2 separate regions of the Mus musculus genome follow, and region 2 is linked to region 1. A link is a contact called in public Hi-C data. All regions are on one chromosome and are shown on one strand. The core of a region is the stretch at or near the end of the contact, and the rest is flanking DNA. Distances in the headings are between cores, read along the strand shown. Region 1 has its middle 71 kb from the start of Gm36148. Region 2 has its middle 60 kb from the start of Gm35803.

Region 1 (6,821 bases), core at 2,939-5,438:
CCAGACACTAGCTTCCCCTCTCTCTCTTTCTCTCACTTGAATGTCAAACAATCACTGGGTACCCTTGGCAGACATCAAGCATCTTTTTCTTGCGAATCTATCCAAAAAAATAATGAATATTATTATATCTTCTTCACAGCCACATAATTGGCTAATACTAAAAGTGCTAAGAGAGATGGCGTTTTTGCTGGTTCACATCTAAAATTTAGACAATCAACCATGAATGCCTCAGGCTGACCACATGCTGAGAGAAGCAATAATAATACGTCTGGCCAGATTTCCCTGCCAACTGGAAGGCCCAGGTTTGGGAGCAGATGTGCTGTGGAGGAGTGATACATTTGGTGTTCAGTGGGGAGGGTCTGTAGGTCTCATCTGTCTTCTGGACCCCTACTGGTCAGCTCCAAGGGCAGTACCAGCTGCCTGAGGACCCGCTCCTCTATGAACCATCCAGGCATGGGGGAAAGAGATACATCCTGAGGAAGTGCAGCCCCCCAAAACATCCTACAGCCTAGGGACAATGCCAGCTCCCTTCTTAATGTCATCACAGTTCAGTGGCATTGCACAAGGTGATTTTGGCATCGTCCTCTTTCCCACTCCTCCCCCAAGCTCACTTCTGCCTCTGTATATAGAATCAGCCTACAGATCACATGTCCGCTAGAAGCCACAGATGACCAACTGCAAAATCAATAACCTCTGTCGCTGCTGCAGCGGGCGACCCGGGGCTTATCAGCAGCATCATAAGTACCTATTTGCCTGACATCTCCTAAATCAATAACTTTGTTATTGTTTGCATTATCTGACTATAAGTTTGGTCAATAATATACCCAGCTAATGGATAACATGAGCTAGGATTGTGTTTCTTTCTTTCATTTCTTTTTTTCTTCTTCTTCTTTGTCTTCTTTTTTAAAAATTTAACTCTCCCTATATTCACTAAGTGACCCTTACAGGCCCTGTTTCTATCTGCCTTTGCTGAGTTTTATCAAACCCTTGTAAGATATGGACTGCATTGAGACAAGGAAATTAATGTTGCCCAGGTCTAAACCAAATTGAATAAACCCTGTCTCTCTTTGCCATTACTTTTATTAGGTTTCCACAAGGATGGCAGATGGGCCTGGCCTGGCGTGTGTGTGTGTGTGTGTGTGTGTGTGTGTACTTCCTTTACTTAATATGCTCAAAGGAAGAGAATAAACTTGCTAGCAGTCCGATCTAGATGCACAAAGTTAAAAAACAAAACAAAAAATAAAAAAACGAATGTATACAGGGCCAGTGAGGTGGCTCAGAAAAGTTAAGCCCAACTGGCTAATTCAATCCCAGAACCCACACAGTAGAAGGAAAGAGGAGAAATTGCTCCCTTAAGTTATGCTCTTACACACTTACGCACACACACACATACACACTAAATAAATAAATGTAATTTTAAATTTTTAAGCAAAGTGTATGAAGTGATGAAGTTTTGTAGCCCTGTACATCATTAACCTAAAATATATGTATGATAACATATGGATAAAAATAGACAGTTTTAAAATAACGTGACATGTCAGCTCCCTGCACTGTCTAGTGGCACACAAGGATGTGGCAGGGCACAGATGGCGCCACCTGCCACTCACCTTGCTTGCGATCACACAGGATGCTTGCACCCTATAAAGTCAGAAATATTATAGCTAATAATTAAAAAAAAAGAAAGGAAATAAAACCTGGGAGTAACAACGGCATGTGATGCGCAGAATGCTTTGATTTTTCTGTCACATTAAAAATATTTACTGGTTTCTCTGACCCAGCCTTAGCGGCAACCCTGAGTCCTGAAGAGATAAGCAAATGGCTGGCTTACCAGAATGAGCCTGGGAGAATCATTGCCCGCTTCATCCTTCTCCCCTTAGCTGTTTTTTTAAATTGGATCTAATAAGTTATTCATATATAATGGCATTGGTAATGGGGTATAAATATATGGATCACAGGAAGAATGTTGCTGTTGTTGTGTAGTTTACATAAATTAACTTTAAAAGCATGCTACCGGATTTTCAAATTGTGGACTGCTGTATCTTAGCTCATGAGTTTAGAGTGCCCCGGAGCCAGCCTTAGTGCCAGACAAGTCTGATGCTTGACTTTTGCAGTGGAGATAACTAAGGCTTAGCCAGCTGGAAGACTGACTGCCAAGTCAAAGGCCTAGTTCACCCACTCCTCAATGGGAGGTGAAGCCCTGCCCCCTAACGCTGCCCCACAAGGGCCCCTAGGACACACCTTTCTCCACTCCTAACCTGCTCACGTGTTTGCTGTCCATTAGAGACATCATAGTGATAAAGACAGCTGCTTCAGGTGTGTATTGGTATCCGGACAGCACCTGCTGGGACTTCCAAGGTCCCTGTGTCCTGGATAAAGGAGTTGGATCAGGGATACACGGATGAGGATAGAAACTGAGAGAGTTTATTAAGGAAGAAAAGAACTTCAGGAAATGGAAATGGGCCAAAGCTTGAGTAAGGTCAGAGCTCAGTGACGCCTGCACTGGGTGTCCCAGAAGACTGGGGCACTTGTACTGTGTGCACACTATCTGCACAGGCTCAATTAATGTGTTAGCATTGGTGGGGGAGGGCTCTCTCTCTCTCTCCCTCCCTCCCTACTTTTCCCTCTCCTTCTCTCCTGCCTCCTTCCTCACCTCCCCACTCTGTCCTCTACCTTACCTCCCCTCCCCTCCCCTCTCTAATTCCTTCATAAAGCCTCTCCCTGCCCTGATCTACCTTCCTAGAAGGAGGAGGGAATGGTTCGACTGCCTAGTCTTTCTGGCCCTCTTTGATTTGAAGGAAACTGGAGAACAGTGAAAATACATCAAGTTCCAGAAAGGGGGAAAAAAATCACACACACACTCTCACATATACTCACACACTCTCACATATATTCACACACTCTCATACAGACACAATCACACATACTCATACACACTCACTACTCTCTCTCTCACACACACACACACACACACACACACACACACACACACACTGTATCATGCTAAGTTAAGAATGGATCTCGCTAACAGACGTGACAGACTAATGGTATTGGTATGGGTGAATTGCTGGATAGAGCATCACAGGAAAATTATGAATGAAAAGTGAAGGCGATCCATAAGTTATGGACATGGTGGGTTGGGTGATGATTCAGAGGCCTAGACTCCTGTCACCTGGTGACACGCATGGGACCATGTGCCCTAGGGTGGGCCATACAGCCACTCTTGCAGTTTCAAGGACCATGGACACCAGCTGGGCTAAGTTAAAGGTACTTCTAGTTTGTTTGTCCCAAATGTAGCCAAGATCACACATCCAAGGACGACGTCTCCATATTTATGTTCTGCTGGCTTTCCTCCTGTCACCTCATCCTATCTTTACACTTGGGGAGGGCTAGAGAGAGAGGGGTGACCCGAAGTGGCAGTTGACAGACAGACATGGTGTGCTCAGTGACTCCCCAAACTCATGAGCCACGGAGAGAAGACTAGAGCAGACCCATTGATGTGTGCCAAGCCTTCCTGCACAGCACAGCGGGCTGAAGGCCCAGAGGCCACGATAGCCTGTTCCCTTCGTCCTTGGCAGCCATGTTTTCCTTTCTGACAGGCTCCTCTTGGCTGGTACCCTGTTTGAGACCCTAGGTCCTAACTGGCTGCCTCGCTCATAAACAGGTGTCAGCCAATGGCTTACCCTTTGCACCCAGTTCTGGCGGAGGATTCACTCACACCGCCCAGAGTCCCTTCAAATAACAAGAATCTTTAGAAATAAGATGTTTTAAGAAAGCCTGTACTAAAACATCACAATCCGACACAGCGATTTGGCCTCGCTGGCTGTCTTCTTCTGGTTTTAGTTCACAGGATTAAATTGGAAGGTCAGAATCTTCCCTTGTCTGCAGACTAGATGGGATTTCTCTCCTTACAATGGGGCTGGGAACCGGCTCCTCTGAGCACATTTACATTACTCCTGCTAACACATTTTGAGGTTCTCTGGCTGCCACGCTACGTGAAACAGGTCAAGTCTGGGAGGGAGAAGGGGGCTTTCCCTTCCTGTGACCTCAGGACTGATTTAATTAAGCCTCTCCTCCATCCCCGATTTATAGTCTGCAAAGTGTCCTCGCAGAGGCCCTCTGATGTGCTCTGCCTCTCAATGAGCAGATAGGCAGTGACAGGGCCGCGCCATTCTGAGCGGCTGCTGCCCCCACGAGAGCACTTGGAACAAGCGCAGCCTCTGCAGCCCTCGATCCAAGCCTCCTTTGGTAACACCAGACGTGGGTGAAAGCTTCGAAGCTCTCCTGGCTCCCTTAGGCACAAAGCTTTCTCCTGAGACTCCTACTGTGAGGAGGAAATAACATTTGGAACCCTTCTCAGAAATCGGATTTCTTCTCTAGATTGAAAATGAAAATAAGAAAAGCCTTCACGTATCTGGATAGGAAGACAGACAGAGCTAAGAAAGGAGGAAAGGGAGGGAGGGAGGGAGGGAGGGAGGGAGGGAGGGAGGGAGGGAGGGAGGGAGGGAGGGAGGGGGGAGGGAGGGAGGGAGGGAGAGAGAGAGAGAGATCCCCAGGGCCTTCCCCTGTTGCCCATCAGGCTGCAGCTGTCCTTCACAGTTTAACAGCCCTGCCCTTTCAACCTGCCACCTAGGAATGAATGAAACCAAATGTCCCATAGGACATGGCCCCTCCCGGCCCCTCAAAGACTTCTCCCTGAAGATGAAATCTGACAAAAGAAACAAATTAGATTAAAATGTGGTACCAAGGGCTTTGCGTTGCTCAGATAAGAGAATCTGCAGAGTCCTTAGGACCCAGAGCGGTCAGTCCTGTTATACAGTTTGCGGTGGGGAAGAGTTCAGCTGACTTCTACCCACAGCTGTTCTTGCGCACCACCTCTCAGGCTTCACTGTCCTTGGCTTCAGATGGGGAGGAGCCAGTGGGGAAGGGAAGAAGAGCCTAGAACTGGCCCTAGGGACCAGACAAGTAATGTGAATAAAGAAACTGGCCATGTGACTTTTATATAAGTTAGGCTTTTATATAAGTTCTCCAGATTTTTAAATGTCTACCTCTCAATTTAAGAAAAGCACTCTCCCTGCAATATTTATATTGTGCACTTTCTAGACAGCAGGCCCACTAAGAACCATATGAAGTAAATGCTGGTATTGCTTCCTGTTCCCTAAAGAAGAGCAGTGTAGTAACACCTGCCTTACCTCAGAAGGCAGCCAGCCACCGGCCTGCATCTGTCCACTGCACTGGACTGCCTAAGGGCTTCACCTGGGGAGACAGCTCAGACTGGGAAATTGCTTACCAGAGAGACAAGCAAGAATGCCAGAATTCAACCTCCAGAACCCATATAAAAAGCAGGAACCTTTATGAAGACCAAGCTACACATCTGCTACATATGTACAGGGAGGTGTAGGTCCAGCCCCTGTATGTTCTTTGTTGAGTGGTTCATATCCCAAAAGCTGTTGCCTGTGTGTGGGATATATTCTTCTGGCTGGGCCACCTCAGTGGGAGAGGAAGTGCCTAGCCTCACAGAGACTTTAAGTTCCAGGGTGGTGGGGATACCCAGGGGCCTTACTCACTGCTCAGAGGAGAAGGGGGAAAGGATTGTACGAGGAGGGACTAAGGCAGTGAGCAGGATGTAAAGTGACTAAGTAAAAAAGAAATCAAGAACATTGAAAAAGAAAAAACAAGGACCTTGTTTACAGTCTTAGTGCTAGAGAACTTACATACATACATACATACATACATACATAGGTAGATGAAAGATAGATAGACATATATACAGATACATATATACCACATACATACATGTATAGACAGACAGACAGATGCCAAGGTGGGAAATGTCAAACAACACCCAAGATTGACTTCTATGTGCATAACACCTACACCCTCATCCATGAGTGTGCGTGCACTCACACACAGACACACACACATATGGCTGGATCATAAAAGAGCGTTATCATATTCTTAAAACAAATAATAAAGCTACAGACATTGTCTGCAGAATATGAAAGAAGCTTGCTTGGAAAAGAGAAAAAAACACAGTGGGGGAGGAAAATAGATGTTGTTATATAGACAGAATTAGACTTGTCCTAATGGTGAGCCAGACCTAGAGACCTAAGTTCCTTATTGAAAAGAATGCAAATGTAAGCATAAATAATGCTGCTGCTAATATTTTTTTTCCCACGTATTTGAAACCAAATGGTGGCTAAGCCATACAACCTTGGCATTGGCCTGTGATTCAGATTTGTGTAGACAATGCTGCCCTCTCGTGGTCAACCTTCTAATAGCATGATTTTGTTTAAAATCTCGTTTTCCAAAAGTATTTCATAGAATATTGCATCCATTTTGTGTAGCATAAGCACACAAAGGAAAATATGCACATAGCACAACACCATCTTTACGTTTCAATACGGATTTAGGATTTACCATTTTACATAGGTTTTACAGGAGGGCAGAAGAAATTACTGGATATTAAATCATGGCATTACTGGGCCCCTGAACTTTCAGAACTCAGATCCTTGGAGGAAGAAATGTTTTTCCCATGGCGATAAGCTCAGAAGAACTCTCAAATGAACAGGATCTGGCAGAAGTGACTGTCTTCCGTTCCAAGGAAAAGCATTTGTACATGTGAAGTAAACGCAAGACCAGTTCATAAACAGTTAGGTAAACGTAACGGTCTGTGGTTGTTGATTAAAAAAACCAACCACTTCCTGGCTTCTTAAAGGGACTGATCATTTATGATTTCAGTAAGTCAGGTAAGTTTCTGTGGCCCAGGACAGTGCACAGCTTAGACCTGAGGACCAGCACTCAGAGCTGCCGGGCTAGTCCAC
Region 2 (6,700 bases), core at 3,734-6,233, 110 kb before region 1:
ACACAGAAGTGGATGCTCACAGTCAGCTATTGGATGGATCACAGGGCCCCCAATGGAGGAGCTAGAGAAAGTCTCCAAGGAGCTAAAGGGATCTGCAACCCTGTAGGTGCAACATTATAAACTAACCAGTACCCCGGAGCTCTTGACTAGCTGCATATGTATCAAAAGATGGCCTAGTCGGCCATCACTGGAAAGAGAGGCCCATTGGACTTGCAAACTTTATATGCCCCAGTACGGGGGAACGCCAGGGCCAAAAAGTGGGAATGGGTGGGTAGGGGAGTGGTGGGGAGGGTATGGGGAACTTTTGGGATAGCATTGGAAATGTAACTGAGGAAAATACGTAATAAAAAATATTAAAAAAAAAAAGAAAAAAAGAATGAAGGGTTTTATATAGCTGAAACAAAGGAGTGAAATTATAACATTCACAGGAAAGTGATGTATGTAGGTATAGCTTCATGTATATGTCAGACTCAGAAAGACAAACACCATGTTCTCTCTCATATGCAGTATATATGTATATATATATGTGTGTGTGTGTATATGTATATATGTGTATATATATGTATATATGTATATATATGTATATATGTGTATATATATGTATATATGTGTACATATATGTTGGAACAAGTAAATTCTAGACAAGTAATAGAATATATGTGAGATAAAAGCAGAAGAGAGGACTATTCTTCAGGGAGTAAGGGGACCCACAATAAGGGGAGAAAGGCAAGATGAGGGGAGAGGAAGGCAAAAAAAATACATGTATATCCGTTTATTATAGTCTAACTGTGGCTGTTTGAATAAGGATGGCCCCATAGCCTCACATGTGTGAATACTAGGTTCTCAATTGGCTGAAAGGTTTAGAAAGAATCAGGAGGTGTGGTCTTGTTGGAGGAGGTGTGTCACGGAGGCGGGCTTTGAGGTTTCAAATGATTTTGTGGACTGGGATGTGGGCTCTCAGCTGCTGCTCCAGTGTCCTGCTTGCTTCCATGCTGCTATACTCCCTGCCGTGAAGCTAACAGCTCCACCTCCACCTCCCAATTCTGCAAGCATAAACCGCAAGCAAGCCCTTCCTTCTCTAGTTGCCTTGTTCATAGTATTTTATCACAGCAATAGAAAAAAAATAGTAACACACTAACCAAAAGGCTAAAACAAGAACATACCTTCCCATCTCACAGAGAAGAAAACAGACAATAATGAAAAAGACTTAACTGGTGTTCTATACAAGCAAGTTCTCCTGCATTTGCAAAAACAAAGGTATCTCAAGAAACGATAAGAGACCTTGCCTAGAAAGACAGGCAATCATGAGGAAGGTGAAGGATGGACGGGAAAGGAGCATGCTAGTTAATGAAGAAAGCCCTAGAGCTGCGGTCTCTCCCCGTTGTAGCTGCTTTACAGATACTGGAGGGCAAGACATCGTCCATAAATTATACTCTGACCCCATTTTCTAAATTTCATTAAAAAACATTTTTTCCCTCTTTTATCTGAACATTCTCTTTCGACTTTCACAAAGACACTCCTGGGTCTGTGTTATTACCCAATAAGTTACCTGCTCCTGTGCGCGGTGACTGTAATCAAGCCTGTGCGGCTACTCTAACAATGCACCTAAGTGGGCCACAGACCTCGCTTGCTCGCCCTGTTGTGTCATTTCACTTAATTAATAAGCAGAACGAAGATTTCAGAAAAGGAGGAAATTTGATTACACAGCATTGTAATGGCACTCGAGTCTACAGTGAAGATGGAGTGGGGTCTGCCCCCTTAAAATTTCCATTTGCTTTACCATTGTACAGTGGAAATGTCAGCGTAGCTCCACTCCACAGCCCCTCCCAGGTGGCCTTTAGCCGCGTCTCTCGGTAATACTAAACCATTAGTCATGCCCGGGTCAGTGATGTGTCAATAACAGAATAATTATTAAAGGAAGCCTTAAGAGGAAGGACAGCAGCCTCAGTTTCAGAACTAGATAGACCACCCAGTCATGGCTGGTTGATTAAATGAATGGATGCTGAATAAAATGTCCCCTTTACATCTGGAGACCTAAGGACTGCTGATCCCATTATTCCAGGGTTTGTTTGTAGCTGCTAAACACCTTTTCAGACCAATAAGCCGCGCGGCTTTTACTCCTGATGATTGCAGCCCGCCCTTCCCAAGTAGAACAAATTTACCGGAGTTAATGGCTCTGCCGTTTTAAAGGAAGTCAGTCAGCGGAGCAATTCAGAGCGATTGAATCTTTGCAGAATGCAAGGTGCAGAGAAGACATGGACTTGAGAGCCTGAAATTGGGGATGCTCGCATCTTGGGCTAGACCTCTGAGAGAACCCAGCGAAATGCTAAGGAGAAACTCCGAGGGGGTGTTTCTGAAAGCCCTAAGCATTAAAATGAGGAACAGGGAAGAGAGGCGAGTATGCGCAGGACTCCCTGTGAGCATGGAGTCCCGCACCCAGGGCCAAGAAATTGTCACTCCAAGAGCAAGGCCTTCAGCAGAGCCCTTCTCAGGCCGTTCAGAGGAAGAACAACTCGGTTGACCTCTTTGATCTGAGACTTCCGGTCTTCAGACTTCAGAGAGAATGACTCTGGGCGGATTAGGCCATTTTCTTTTGTGGGTTTTATCATGACAATCCTAGCAGGCATGTGGGAAGCTCTAACCGCAATGTTTGCTGGTTGAGTAATCTTAGGCACGTTATTTAAACTTATGACCATTTACTTCTTGAAAAATGAGAACAAAAATGTATTGTTTATTATAGGAATCACATATTTATTATGGGAATTAAATCTGTATGTAAAGAATGGGCTTCAAATTCTAATAGAAGCCCAAAGGAGAGGGCTGGGCCAGGAAATGTAGGGGGATGTTCAGCAAGCCCTTTAGACAGTTTTCATCAAAAGCAACAATAAAATAGCATTTCTAATACTTCCTTTATGTGCATTGTGATTAGAATAAACCTTGTTGCCTTTCATCTCTCAAATTCAGTTGTGGCATAATTACATTTCAGACCAATAAATAAGTAAATAAATATCTAAGAAACAAATGTCTTTAAAGGGCAATTCCTTGATCTATACCATTGATGATGATATGCTGAAAAATGATACTTCCTGTCATGTTCTTCCTCCAATCATACAGCCTCCAGGTTAATCATAAGGAAAACATTGAATTTCCATGAAAGATTATCCTACAAAGTATCTCACTAGTGCCCTTAAAATTGGCAAGGTCACAAACAATAAGGAAAGCCTGAGTAACTGCCCCAGCCAAGCAGAAACCAGACCTATTGAGAACAACTGTAACAGAGATACACAAGTCCCCAGGAGAAGAGCCTAGAATACAAAGAAGGTCTGAAATAGAAACTACGGAAGTCTGAATTACTGGATGTTAATAATACACAGCATTGCTCCAGTAATGTTAACAAATGTGCCACACTAATGGTAAAGTGTTAACGACAGAGAAATCAGTAACTGGAGACTAGAGACAGGGAACCATCTTCTCATTATCCTGTAAGTCCAAAGCTAATCTGAAACACAAAGTCTTCTGAGGCTTGAGAGAGATGGCCTGTGTGGAAGCACCGGCCATGGAAATGTGGGGACCTGACTGTGGATCCCTGGGACCCATGCAATGTTCAGAGCATCAGTATTTTTATCCCAGTGCTACATTAGGGGAGATGGAAGGCAGAGCCAGAAACTCACCAGCCACTAGCCTGGCATACACAGCAGACAAACAAGAAAGATGCTGTCCCAAGCAACGTAGAAAACAAAGACTGATGCACTAAGGTTGGTCTCTGACCTCTACATGCTTGCATACCTTGGCACATGGGTACCCACATTCACATATAAGAATGCACACACATGTGTACATACACTTCATGTATACATGCCATTTACACAGTAAATAAATACATAAAATTAATTTTAAAAAGCCCAAATTTTCTGAAGAGTATTAGAGAAATTAAATACGTGACTCAAAAATACTTTATTCTAATGCTTTTTCCTCTTCACTGGAGGTGCTGCACCCATTGCACTATCACACCTCTACACACAAGTTCATATGTACACACACATACTCACACACACAATCACACACACAAGAACCGCCTTCTAGCCTCATTGATAGGGTGCCCTCCCCCACTGTCTCCGCACTTGACCCCAAGCCCTCCTTGACAAACGTCACTAACAACTACCAATCAGAGTAGTTTTCAACACCCAAATAACTCAAAAGTTCTTCCTTTGCTGCCCATAGAATAGCAGCATAAGACTCCCCTGAAGCAAGTATCCCTTCTCCAGCTCTGTTAGCATTGTCATAAGCAATCCTAGTAGGGAATTTATAATAGATAAAATTATCAGCCCCAATACATTATGACTATTTCAGAAATCAAAGTGTGTGTGCGTGTGTGTGTGTTCATTCTCTTGGTACTTAGATTTATACATTTATTTAATTTTAATCACAGTGGGCCATTGAGATGGTTCAGTAGACAAAGACACTTGCTGTCAACCCTGGCAATCTGAGTTCAATCCCTGGGACCTACATAGTAGAAAGAGAGAACCAAGTTCCTCAAGTTTTTTTTTAATCTCCACACACTTACCATAGCACAGTGGTGCATACATACTCTCTCACACACACAAATAAATGTAATAATTCTTTAAATGGCATTTGGGCCGGGCAGAGAGGCCAGTTGATAAAATGCTTGCCTTAAAAAGCCTGAGGTCCTGAGTTTGATCTCAAGAGCCTGCCTTTTAAAAAGTCAAGGTGGTATGTGTTTGCAATCCCAGTGTTGGGGAGAGAAAGACAAGCAAATCCCCAAAACTTGCTGATGAACTGGTTAGCCCACTTAGAAAGTGCTAGGTCACTGAGAAATCCTGTTTCAAAAAAGACAAAAAGGAGGAGGAAGAGGAAGACTATGAAGATAACGATGATGACAACACATGAGGAGTGAGACCCAAGACTGTTCTCTGGCTTCCAAATGATGGATGTATATACACATAAGCACAGACACACACACACATAAGCACACATACATACAAACCCACAAGCACACATACACACACACACACACACAGTGGCAATCTCAATACTACCTTCAAAACTTACACTATTTTGATGAATTACAAAGCACACAAAACTATGAATAGTAATGTTCAGACATGCCTGGATATGTAATGTGATAAAAATTGATTTTTTGAAAAGATAGAACAAGTAAGGAATGAACTCAAAATGTGTAAGCACTCATCTCCTGGAAAGCAGACGGGGTAGAAAGAAAGAGCACAATGCCTTTCAGTGGATGAGTGTATTTTACAACTTACTTGCATATCCCATGTTCTTTGGAATGTTATCAAATAAAACTATGGATTTTTAAAAGGATAATAAGAGCTTGTAATACTCGGTTCCAGCAGCCAAGGGCTCCAACTAGGGCTTATGTAAAGAGAAAAATAATTTATTAATATTTTTGGGTGACTCACAGACTAACCAGAAGGACCAAACAGCCAGGCTGCAGCTCAGCCAAGAACTCAGGCGTCAGAGCTGGGCCTCGGAAGACACCGTTGCATGCAGACACTGCGGCTTCCATCTCCAAAGCTACAAATAGTAGTGCTTTGCCAGGCTCCTTCTCGAGAGTGGACAGCTGCTGTCACAGGGTGTCCTTATGGCTCCCGTTTCTTCATGCTCCTAGCCTGGTTCCAGCTCTGAGTGGATAAGTCTGGTAGGGCCAAGTCATGTGCCTGTGTCCTTCCTCAGGAAGACTGGGAGAGTGTTGAGATTCTACCCTTTCCTCCAAGGATCATAGGGTTATAAATAGCTCACATGTAGCCAGAGACTTCATATGCTAAGGGTCCAAACAATTGATAAGTGTCCACTACAATCCACTTTTAACTGTTTAGCATCGACACACAGCCTTCCCCACATGCAGTTTTTTTTCCATTTTTTTCCAATTTTTTATTAGGTATTTTCTTCATTTACATTTCAAATGCTATCCCGAAAATCCCCCATACCCCCCCCCTCCTACCCACCCACTCCTACTTCTTGGCCCTGGTGTTCCCCTATACTGGGGCACACACATAAAGTTTGCAATACCAAAGGGTCTCTCTTTCCAATGATGGCCAACTAGGCCACCTTCTGCTACATATGCAGCTAGAGACACGAGCTCTGGGGGTACTGGTTAGTTCATATTGTTGTTCTACCTATAGGGTTGCAGACCCCTTTAGCTCCTTGGGTACTTTCTCTAGCTCCTCCATTGGGGGCCCTGTGTTCCATCCAATAGCTGACTGTGAGCATCCACTTCTGTGTTTGCCACATGCAGTTTTTTAAAAAGCATTTATACCTTACATACTTCAGCGACCCCTCACAGTGTTAATATGGTGGTATCCTTGTTGTCCCTAAACAGTGGGAACTCTCAAAGACCCAAGGTTTCAGGTCTCTACTCAGCTATACTCACGAGATCTCTGAGAATCCATTCTTCCATCAGAATCTATTCCTGATACTCTAGAGCTGCTAAACCAAAATACTATGCTGACTCCTCCCACCAAGTATTTTTTCTAGTAGAAACAGGGGGTAGGGAGAAATGAAAAAAAGAAAGGGGAAAGTTCAACTATAAAAATAGGTTCCATCCCACCAAAAATACTCAAGTGGCTATAAGTCAGTAGGTGACATCCATGGGTCCCTGATCCCATTCAGAGACCCTTCTGCCTTTGTCCAGAACCTCAGGGTTGACTCAATCTTATTCCTG

What was found. Hi-C and Micro-C count contacts between places; a contact is called where the count stands out from the background.
Region 2: a Hi-C map of cerebellum shows a contact between it and region 1, with 2.0 times the contacts expected there. The contact joins two enhancer-like sites. A contact is called at or near these places in 9 of 484 Hi-C or Micro-C datasets (the C2C12 cell line, the MNK3 cell line, the N1E-115 cell line and 6 more) and 3 of 115 datasets of contacts at active chromatin or transcription factors (bone marrow-derived dendritic cells, differentiating embryonic stem cells and pancreatic cancer cells).

What each region holds. Positions count from the first base shown.
Region 1 is chr1:64,442,038-64,448,858 of GRCm38.p6, forward strand. No RefSeq gene overlaps it. Among named protein-coding and RNA genes, the nearest start is that of Gm36148, 71 kb to the right of the region's middle. Within about 2 kb of position 4,189, at least 161 of the 459 cell types and tissues checked have an H3K27ac peak or open chromatin away from gene starts, as enhancers often do. A contact at or near this core is called in cerebellar granule neurons and cerebellum, where this site is marked.
Region 2 is chr1:64,336,233-64,342,932 of GRCm38.p6, forward strand. No RefSeq gene overlaps it. Among named protein-coding and RNA genes, the nearest start is that of Gm35803, 60 kb to the left of the region's middle. Within about 2 kb of position 4,984, at least 15 of the 459 cell types and tissues checked have an H3K27ac peak or open chromatin away from gene starts, as enhancers often do. A contact at or near this core is called in cerebellar granule neurons and cerebellum, where this site is marked.